3 separate regions of the Mus musculus genome follow, and regions 1 and 3 are each linked to region 2. The links are chromatin contacts, called in public HiChIP or PLAC-seq maps. All regions are on one chromosome and are shown on one strand. Each heading gives the region's core, a stretch centred on a gene start, on an enhancer-like site or on the middle of the called end of the contact. The rest is flanking DNA. Distances are from core to core; before and after follow the strand shown. Region 1 holds the start of Rab11fip4os1 (RAB11 family interacting protein 4 (class II), opposite strand 1). Region 2 holds the start of Nf1 (neurofibromin 1). Region 3 overlaps Ksr1 (kinase suppressor of ras 1).

Region 1 (3,278 bases), core at 697-3,196, 280 kb before region 2:
GGCTGGCTTCTTGGTCCCACACTGACCTCTAGGGGACAGCTGGAGCACAGCAAGGTGCTGGGTGCCTGGTCCACAGCATTAGGATCTGCCTCTAGCTGGCTTCCTCGGAATTCTGACTTTGATGAGCTATGGGTTTGCTCCATCTCTTCCAGGAGCTGGGATTCCGGTGAGTTCTAAGGATTCACTCTGCCTGGATGGCTCAGGGACACTCAGGAGCCCACAGGCAGGAATTGGCCCATGTCCACCAAGCTATCTGACTAAGCCAAACCAAGTCACCTGCCATGCCTAGGAATACACAGCCTCAGTGGGTGCTCTGGCCAGAGCTGTGTGGAGGATGGGAAGAGGTTTGTCTTCCTGGAAGAGGCATAACACTCACAGTCACATTCTACAGTCCTACAGGGGAGACGGGAAGAGCCAGGTTGTTGAGATTGCTGGCTCCGTCTTTCTGCCTCTCTGGGACCTCTGGATTTTGGGAAAACAATACAACAAGACCATTGCTTATAAAGAATTCCCTCTTGAGGGTCAGGTCCTCCGAGCCTACTTCCCCTCTTTGCTAAATGCACCATCTTTTCTGGCTGTGGTTGAGACAGTACGGATGCCACGGAAGCTGCTGGAGCCCATGGAACATGTCCCTGCTCCTGGGTACCCCTGGGGTTCTTGGCCTCAGTGCATCTCTGTTCTCCAACTTCTCACTGCAAGCTTCGTTTTGACATGTCTTTGAAACATTGGACCTCAAGGGTGAAGGGGATGCAGAGACTCGGATGATTGTGGATCCCTGATTTGTCCTTGCATTAAATCAGACCTAGCCTGGCTGGGCAAGTCCTGCTTTTTGGCCAAGAAAACTGAGGTTCTGAGATGTTGAGGGGAACTTGCTGAAGTTGTATGGGTAGTCAGTGGCCTTAGTGAGGTGCGGATCCCATTTTTAAATGACGGTACCGCCTACTCATTCTGCACCCTCCACAAAGGCTGGGCCCAAAAAGAGTCCAGGGCCACTTAGTGTCAGCCCCACATTGGGGGTTCTCTGTCCCAGGTCTGGTTCCATTGGTCCTGAATGCATTCATGGACCGGACACAGTAAAACAGTTCTGGAGCCCTCAGCGCTGGCCTTACACACACTTGGAGCCTGGTTATCCAGGTCTACCCCTAACGGTTCTCAAGCTGAGCACAGTCTGGAACCAGACTTGTACCCTGGCCCCACAGCGGCTGGACGTTTAGTCTCTGTCATCTTCAAATTGTTAGACAAAATTTACAGGTTCCCTTTGTGAGGAGCAGGCATCTGCACTAAGCAGACTGGACAGAAAGAGCCTTGCTCATGACAGTGTCTCGTGCCACTAAGACGGAAACTAAACTGCTATGTGGAAATCAGGAGGGTCTTAGCTGGTACGGTAAGGGAGTCTCCTGCTACCTTAACCCTTTCAAAATAGCAGTTTGATGCTGGCCAATCAGCTTTTTGTTCCTGTTATTCAGTTTCTTTATTCCTGTGATAGCAACACTATGTTTTAAGTTTAAATTACTGTGCTTAAGAGAAATATAAAGCAGAAATGCTTCACCAGGGGGTAGTGCATGCCTTTAATCAGGAGGCAGAGGCAGGGGGATCTCTCTCAGTTTGAGGGCGTTCTGGTCTACAGAGGGAGTTCCAGAACAGTCAGGGCTACACAGAGAAACCCTGTCTCTAAAAAACAAAACAAAACAAAACAAAACAAAACAAAACAAAAGCCTGTAACCTGTAAGGTCCACTTGCTCAAGGACAGATAACTTCCTGAAATGCTGTAGTTTATGTACGATAACAAACCACACATTTTCACTTCTGTAAACAAGCTTGGTTGCCCCAACTGCACAGGATATGCACTTGATCATGGGTAGGCGGAGGAGGTACATAGGCAGGAAGTACGTCAGGATATATGCCTGCCCCTGGTTGGACAAAGGCAGGAAGTTTGTAGCCTCGTGAGTTTTGCCTTTATAAACTCCTGACTAATGGAATTCGGGGGCCATTCTCTGAGCTTGAGTCTCAGGAATGGTCTTGGCCAGTATATTTTTTTAATTAATTTATTTATAATATATACAGCATTCTGCCTACATGTATGCCTGCAAGCCAGAAGACTTCAATATAGATAGTTATGAGCCACCATGTGGTTGCTGGGAATTGAAATCAGGACGTCTGGAGAAATAGCCAATGCTCTTAACCTCTGAGTCATCTCTCCAGCTCCCCGGTCAGTATTTAATAAACCCTGTTGTATTAGAATTAAGTCATCGTCAGATGGTGAATCTCTGAATGACCAGATCCGTTACTGTTCCCACCTTACAAAACCCACTGTCCTGTTCCTGCCCTAGATCTTGTGTTAGTCCTGTTGTCAATGAAGGACTCGAGGAAGAGAGGGAGGGAGGGAGGGAGGGAGGGAGGGAGGGAGGACGAACTTATCTTGGCTCATGGTTTCAGAGTCTCACTGGGATCCATTGCTTGGAGACTGAGGTAAGACAGAGTAACACGGCAGTAGGAATGTGTGGTAGAAGCGTCATACCTCATGGTGGGGAAGGGCAGGGTGGTGGTGGTGGTGGTGGTGAACCTGATCTACCGACTTTTCCCTTTCTTGTCCTTTCATTCCGTCTGACAGGATGGCGGGGCCTGTATATTCAGGGCACATCTCCTTTTAGTTAACCCTCTCTGAAAACACCCTCCCCAACCCACCCTGAATGGCCTTTCCTAATCTTCTAAGTCAGTGTTTCTTACCTGTGGGTTCTGACCCTTTTGGGGACACATATCAGATCCTGTATATCAGGCATTTACATGACAATTCATAACAGTAACACAATTACAGCTATAAAGTAGCAATAAAATGACCTCATGGATGTGAGTGTCACCACAACATGAGGAAAGGGTCCTAGTACTAGGAAGGTTGAGAACCATTGTTGCAAGTATGTCTCAATCTGATCAGGCTCAATTATGAGAACCTAGGTAAATAATCTAACACCAGGATATACTCAGCCCGCATAACTGCAATCTTCAACTGAATTGATACACTTCTGTCTCTTGATAGTGCCTTAGCTTTCTCCGACACGGTCTGTTTGGCCACCCTCAGCATTACCAGACACCTCATATAGCTTCCTCCCTGCCGAAGCCCAGTTGGACACCACCACGCAGAATACTATGGCTCTAGCCTTCTTCCATTTCTCAGGGAGGTGGCCTCAGGATGAGGGACTACCCAGAGCCAGAGGGGTTTTGGAGCTGACTTGGGTGAGAAACCAAAAGAGTCCTCATCCAGCCGGAAGGTTCCCTGGAGA
Region 2 (3,500 bases), core at 376-2,875:
GGGGGGGGTGTTGAGACAGAATCTCCCTTAGTAACCTTGACATCCTGGCATGTAGTCTGTAGACCAGGCTGGCCTCCAACACACAGAGATCTACCTGCCTCTGACCTCCTGTGTGCTGGGACAAAAGTCATATAACCACCACATTCAGCTCTGTGTAGGTTTCCCAGTGTCCTCTGGGTAGACTTCCTCTGTCGGATAGGTCAAAAGATTGAGTCCTATAAAAAAATGTCTGCTGGTCAAATTAAAGAAGAAACCCTTCCCCTACCTGTCAGCTCCCATAATCAGTTTTGTGATTAAACCCAATAAACAAAAGAGATTGGTTCAATTCTAAACAATTCTCTCATTAGAGGACACCCCCTGGCAGAACTGCAACAAAAAGCAACCATCCTTTAAACCAGCCCCAGCTATCTGTAGATAGCATCAAATTAAACTAGTTCTCATGGACAAAAGGCTATGTGTGGGTTGTCTACTCATCAGCCTTAGAATTTTATGTGTGGAAAACTCAGCGAATAAAAAGCAACCTTCCTAAACTACAAAACTTTTCCCTCCATCCCAAGTAGTCTCAATGAGGGTTCAAAGAGTCAAAAACAAGTCAAACAACAACAAACCATGGTCACAATTATTGGCCCTAGGACCACATCCTAGCTGTCTGTCTCTGCTGTCTAGTCTGTAGCTAGATTTTCCCTTTGCTTTCACCCTTCTCCCCTTACTCTTGGAGTCTCACTTAGGAAAGCCAAGATTCATTCTGGGGCTGCTGGCAAGCAGGGACTGGAGAGGGGGGTGTGATCATCAAGCAAGGAAGGGGGAGGGGAGTCATTTCAGAACTACGGTTTCCCCTGCAAACGCAAAAGGCAACCTTGTGTCATCCGGCTATCAAGGATGCTGGTGTGAACATCATCCAGGCAAGCTGACGCCCCGAGCAGAAAAGTAAGAAAACCTGTGCTTTCCCTACTCCTGCCCCCAAGGGGCAGCTACAGAAAATGGGGGTGGGGCAGGATATTATCTTGCTCCTACTGGGGATGCATACACAGACTGGGGGTTCCTTCGGTTATCCCCAGTTACGAGGATGGGGGGGAGGGGGTTAAGGGAAGAGGGAACCCCTATCTACCTCCTTCTAAAAGGGGAGAGTTAAGAGAGAACCATTAAATCCAGATGGAGTGGCCCTGAAAGCGCCCCCAGGTCACTCATCCCCGCACCAAGAGCAAGCGGAAGGGCTGGGATAAAGGGGATGGAGGGCTGGTCACGGGCAAGGCCCCACCCCCCCGGTTTAGGAGGGAAGGAGAGCCCCGGCTCACAGCCGAATCCCCGGGCAGTCCCCTAGCGTCGCCCCCCCACCCCAGCCCTTCCTCGGTCTGCGGAGCCCCCGGCAGCCCGAGAGGCAGCCGCTCCTTCCTCCCCTCACCCACCGCGTCCCCACCCCCACCCGCTCCCACCTCCTGCCCGCCGCGGCCCGTTACCTGCTCGTCGAAGCGGCTGACCACGGCCTGGACCCATTCCACCGGCCTGTGTGCGGCCATGTCCTCCCGGCGACCCGGGGGCGGTGGAGGGCCGGCGTCCGGGGCCCGCCTGAGGGCGGGCGGGCGGCCGGCGCGGAGGTGAGGGCAGCGGCGAGCCGAGCGGCTGAGGAGTGCGGGCAGCTAGCGTTCCCACGGGGGTGGGGACGGGGGCCCGCGCGGCCCGCCGGGAGGGGGACAGGGGAAGGGGGCGTTGGCGAGGAGACTGGGGGAGGGGTGGGGAGGGGAGCCCGGGGAGGGGAGGGCGCCTGTGGGTGGCTCTCCCCACTAGCGCCGTCTCCCCTCAGCCATCACAGTCCGAGACGCCGCCATGACACCCCACCGGAAGTGGGATCCTTTCCACGGCTCGGGGAGAGGGAGAGCGAGCGAGCTTGAGATTGAGAGCGCGGCTGGGAAAGGGGAGGGGGAAGCGAGAGGGAAGGGGCCTGCTGCGCATGCGCCCGCGGCCGGCCGGTTTCATTAATGAAAAAGCGAGTCCTCCTGGAGGTGACGTCACCTAACTCCTCCGGGCCCGGAGGCGCGCGTCCCTCGCTGCCGCGGGTCTCCCCACCTAAACTGGCGCGGGGCTCTGGCCAGAGAATCTGAGCCGACTCCGGTGCGTAGGCTGTCATTGCCACCGCCGCCTCGAACAGCCCTTCCCCCGCTGGCCTCCGGGCTTGGATCGCTCCCGGGGTTAGAAGTTAGGGTGTCCTGAGGCTAGGCTTTCTCTCCGACCGCTGATCTCTGTCGCTGATCTGTCCCGGAGGCTGGAGTCAGTCTCTCTCCGCTTTCTTCACTTAAAAATGTAAGGCACACACCGCCACGCAGTCGATGGGGCTTCTGAAGGCTGCTGAAAACGGGTAAAAAGAAGGCCAAGAGAGATTCCGTGATTTTTTTCTTTTTAATGTCGCTTAAATTCCAAAGCAAGGCCCAGTGGTGATCCAAGTTGGAGACTAGAATTCCCCAATCCGAAATTCCTCAACTAAACTGACGGACAACCAAGTTAATAAAACTTTTTGCACGGATGATAATTCAGATTGAAGACTAGTTCACCATACTGTAAAGACCTTTAAAAGGCCTAACATTTATGCATTTCAGCCTTTCGAACAAACCTTTCCAGTAGGACTCAGTAGCCTGACCTATCTGATGAACAGAGCACTGGAGGTTCCAGGATACATGCCCAAGGGCTGATAAGTACCAAAATGGTTTGACTCTAAGAACAAATCGAGAAGGATGGCTCTCCAGAAACAAGGGCCTTCCCAATGCCCAGAACCAGAGTTTGAAGGACTTGTGTGGAATTGGCTGTGCACACTTACAAAAGAGGATAAACCCAAAAGATAGTTTGCTCGGGGCTAGCCTGTTCTACTTGGGGATTTCCAGGCCAAGCAGAGCTACAGGGTGAAGCTCTCTACTCATCGGATGGGGAGGGAAAGGCGCTCTGACACTGGACTTTGAAATGAGTTTTCTTCAATGCACTTGAATTAAGTCAGTGTTAAAATGTGTTTAGAAGCAGGATGTGGAGATGCTCGCTTTCATTAGAGGCAAGCAAATCCTCCTGAGTCAACCACTGCTCCATAGTGTGGCCTTGTCTCAAAAACAAAAGTGTGGACGCGCACTCAGACAACAGCCTGCAGCCATCAACCATTAGCCACATAGGAAGATACCAACTGGGTGATAAGATGAAACAAAACCACAATTTTCATTTCACCACAGAAAATCCACAGAGCTAGTAGCCCACGGACAAAGTGGTATAGCTGTAAAAGAAGTCTCAAGTCTAGGTAGGTTAGTGATCTTCCAAGATGCAAATTAAGTTAATGTTTCATTCCACTGAAACAAAAGGACAGAGATTGGCTGTTTCTACGATCCCTTCTTGAAAGCTGCAACATGGATACTGGTTTCTTTAGATGACGTCAGCGGTGATGGGAGTGCTGAAGAGAAATGAGAGAAGATTAAAGGGCCTTTGGTGCTTTCTGCATCCAGGACCCTGGAAAAAGTCCTTACTCACAG
Region 3 (3,316 bases), core at 479-2,978, 260 kb after region 2:
CTTGCTGAGTTTGGATCTCCAACACCTCTGTAAAAGCTGGATCCAGTGGTGTACATCTGTAACCCCAGTGTTCAGGGGAGAGCAGGGACCAGTGGCTCTCCCTAGCTCATTGTCCAGCCAGTCCAGCTGAGTCAGTGAGCTCCAGGGTTAGTGAGAGATCCTGTCTCAAAAAAAATAAAGTAGAGAAGTAAATTGAAGACAAGGGTCTGCCTTTGGCGCTAAGCACGGGTGTGCATACTTGCACAGAAGTGATATCTCTACATACTTAGAGGAACATAGATCACAACGCACATTATGCTTAAACATTCCTGATCTGTTATCCCAAACATTATTCTGTGGTCAACATTAGCTATCATTGCCTTTAGCTCTTACCCCAGAGAGGGGGGTAACTCCAGAGATGGGCAAGCACCCCACTGCTATAGTCCTTGCCATTGAGGTGATGAAAGAGGACCTGAAGACCACCTGGCAAGGATGCTAACCATCACTGAGCAAGCATTTCCCTGCTCAGGCAATTTATTTGGTGTGGTCCCCCATCCCACCCCCAGGGTCCCATGTGGCTCAGGCAGGTGTCACACTTACTGTATAGCCAAAGATGACGTTGAACTCTTCTCCCACGTGCTGGGAGTACAGGTATCCACCACTGCCCTGGCTCAGGCTACACAGTTTCGCCTTTCAGGTTCATCAACCCTATTGTGACTGAGGCTGGCACTGGGAATCCCTTGACTGTGTTTTTCCACAGGGAACTGAGGCAGCGAGGGACTTTATGGCCAGCCTGTGGTCTCAGAGCTGAGTCTTCCCTCATGTCCCTGTGTCTTTGTGTGTGTGTGTGTGTGTATTTGGTTGGTTTGGTCTGGTTTGGTTTGGTCTAGTTATTTTGAGACAGGGTTTCTCTGTGTAGCCCTGGCTGCTCTTTAACTTAGAGATTCACTGACCTCTGCCTTCTGAACGCTGGAATTAAAAGTGTTCACCACCAAGCCTGGCTTATTTTTGATTGCGTGCGTGCATGCGTGCATGTGGGGGGGGTGGTATGTGCATATGAGTGCTTGTATCCTCACAGGTCAGAGGCTTGGGATCCTCTGGAGCTAGAGGAGCCCCAGACAATTGTTAGCCTCCTGGCATGGGTGCTGGGAACTGAACTCAGGTCCTCTGCAAGAGCCCTAAGCGCTCCTAACTGCTGAGCCATCTCTCCAGCCCATATTTACAATATTTTGAATGGACAGGATTTAGTTCATTGACAGTTCCACCCAAGTAGAGCTAACAGTCTTCCTCATGCCCAGGTGGTCTTCAAGGGTGGCCTGAGTAGCTTGCAGTTACACTGTGGGACTTGCATTTTTCTTGCCAGTTCCAAATATTCTTGTAGGTAGTTCAACAGTTCCACGTGTCGCTGCATTTCCGAGGTTGAGGCTGAGCCCCGGGGCTTTTCTCTAAGATCTTTGATCCTAACTATCAAAGCTCGGAGCAGAGAGTGGACCTTAGTGAGTGCTTGCTGTATACAGGACCTGCCAACTTGTTTGTGGGCTCACCAGAGCTTTTACACTGTGTAAACCTGGCTGTGTGGAGAACAGTGGGGCAAGTACTCTTGATGCAAATGGCTGTCAAGGTGGGCAGACCGAGGCCCTACCTGTGGCCAGCATCCTAGCGATGACGTGACGACTCTTAGCTCTGTAGGCGGCCACCCCGCTGGAACCTCTGGTGCTTTTAAATTCCGGAAAATGCAGATCTTGTGGGTTTTGTGGCAAAGAGGAAATGACACCATCGATGTGAGGTCCCCTGGCACACCCCCTGGGCTTGGCTGGCAGGCCTGCTGCGGTTTGTCTCAGAAAGTGGCCGTTTGGTGCTTCCGAGACTTCACTAACTTTCACAGAAAGTGAGAGCAGCCCCATCTCCCTGGGATGGGAACCCTAACACGCCAGCTGCTGCTGTTTTGCTTGGGCAGGATAGAGCACTGCTCCTCAGTAAGTGAGTTCACAGGAGACAGCAGCTCCAGGACCCCAGAGCTGCCAGCAGTCATAGCACAGCAGGGACTTGCCATGTTCCTCACTCAGCTCAGGCCCCATTGGCAGTGTTGCACAGCCCTGCCCCTGGCCTGCTTTGCGATACTTAACCCAGAACTCCAATATCTTTATATCCAATAAGGTATAGCTTGGTGGTAGGGTATGGAATGAGTGTGGCTGTGAGGCCCAGGCCATGTGCCAGGCTTCTGGGCATCTGATGGTACTCAGAGATGCAGACTGGGCATCTGATGGTACTCAGAGATGCAGACTAGACCTGTGGCTATGCAGAACTTGTAACCTAAAGGAAGAGAGCCAGACCAGCTGGAAGGACTGACAGTCACCTGGGTGAGGGCCTAGAGGCTTCCCGGAGGAAGGAGCGCAGACGCCTAGCCTAGGTCCAGGGATTCATGGCAAGAGGGTCATTGGCACAAAGATGAGCGAGGGGCTGAACATGGCTTGGGGAAGGCAGACAAGTGGAACTGGAGACCCTCAGACTAGCACTTCCCCACATCAGTTGGCCACAGCCAAAGTCCTATGTAAAACAGGTGTTATTAATCATCCCCCAGAGGTCCAGCCTGTGGGCCCCTCTCTGGGATGGATGGCTATTATTGACGATACTGTTAACATTAGGAGCCTAGCCGCCTCTTTCATCAGTGTGGAAAAGGGTAGTTTTGAGTTCTCACAGCTATCTGATAAGTAGGCCTGCCTCTGGTCAACCCTCAGAAGGTGTGGTTTGCAAGCCACTTATAGTGGAAGAAGAGACTGAGTGGAAATCCTGAGATTAGAACCCTGGGCTTTCCTTCCTCTGCCATTGGGAGCCCAAGTCACACCCAGGTGCAGTACCGGGCATGAGGGGGCAGAAATGGGTGAGATGGATACAGGCCCTGCCTTCATGGTGGGGCGGGGGAGCTTAACATGTTACTTGTGGGGGTCCTATATTCTAGTTCAGTATACTTAGTTCAGGCAAGCTTTTGCTGTTTGCTGTTTGGGAGAAATATTGAAAGTTATAGTAGCCTGGTCTCCACGAGTCTCATATTCACTAGATACCCCGGGCTTTCCTTGTTCTCTCTGGTTGCTGGTGCCCTCCCCTCTGTGGACCCTGCTGGGTCGCCTCAGCTGGAGGAGCCTCCTCTTCAAGCAGTTCCTAGCTGTGCTCTCTTTTGTGTCTTGCCTCTGCTCTGTGTTCCTCAGTGCTGGTCAGAACTCTGTGCTTGACCTGGGTCAGTCTGTCCTTGTTCAAGCTTATCTTGCTTGAGCCTTTTGAATGCTTTGGACATTGTTCCCTTGGGAAACACCAGGTCCATGTGTCTGGAATTTTCTGA

What was found. HiChIP or PLAC-seq counts read pairs in DNA pulled down with a chosen protein or histone mark.
Region 1: an H3K27ac HiChIP or PLAC-seq map of large pre-B cells shows a contact between it and region 2, with 2.6 times the contacts expected there. The contact joins the promoter of Rab11fip4os1 here to the promoter of Nf1 in region 2. A contact is called at or near these places in 2 of 39 promoter capture datasets (pre-B cells and stem cell-derived epiblast-like cells) and 5 of 115 datasets of contacts at active chromatin or transcription factors (CD8 T cells, bone marrow-derived macrophages, embryonic stem cells and 2 more).
Region 3: a contact with region 2 is called in an H3K4me3 HiChIP or PLAC-seq map of bone marrow-derived macrophages, with 5 times the contacts expected there. The contact joins the enhancer-like site here to the promoter of Nf1 in region 2. A contact is called at or near these places in 1 of 39 promoter capture datasets (embryonic stem cells), 1 of 484 Hi-C or Micro-C datasets (the G1E-ER4 cell line), 10 of 115 datasets of contacts at active chromatin or transcription factors (astrocytes, bone marrow-derived macrophages, embryonic stem cells and 5 more) and 3 of 9 other capture datasets (adipose tissue, liver and macrophages).

Annotation. Positions count from the first base shown.
Region 1 is chr11:79,621,831-79,625,108 of GRCm38.p6, reverse strand. Rab11fip4os1 (RAB11 family interacting protein 4 (class II), opposite strand 1) reads left to right here and starts at 1,946. Exons shown (of 3, transcript NR_003283.1): 1 at 1,946-2,209. All of the region lies in intron 3 of Rab11fip4 (RAB11 family interacting protein 4 (class II)), which reads right to left.
Region 2 is chr11:79,338,017-79,341,516 of GRCm38.p6, reverse strand. It overlaps Nf1 (neurofibromin 1), which reads right to left and starts at 1,625. Exons shown (of 58, transcript NM_010897.2): 1 at 1,458-1,625. The coding sequence starts at 1,517.
Region 3 is chr11:79,075,138-79,078,453 of GRCm38.p6, reverse strand. All of the region lies in intron 1 of Ksr1 (kinase suppressor of ras 1), which reads left to right. Among named protein-coding and RNA genes, the nearest start is that of Gm11201, 53 kb to the right of the region's middle. Within about 2 kb of position 1,728, at least 115 of the 459 cell types and tissues checked have an H3K27ac peak or open chromatin away from gene starts, as enhancers often do. A contact at or near this core is called in the G1E-ER4 cell line, bone marrow-derived macrophages, memory CD8 T cells and 2 more, where this site is marked.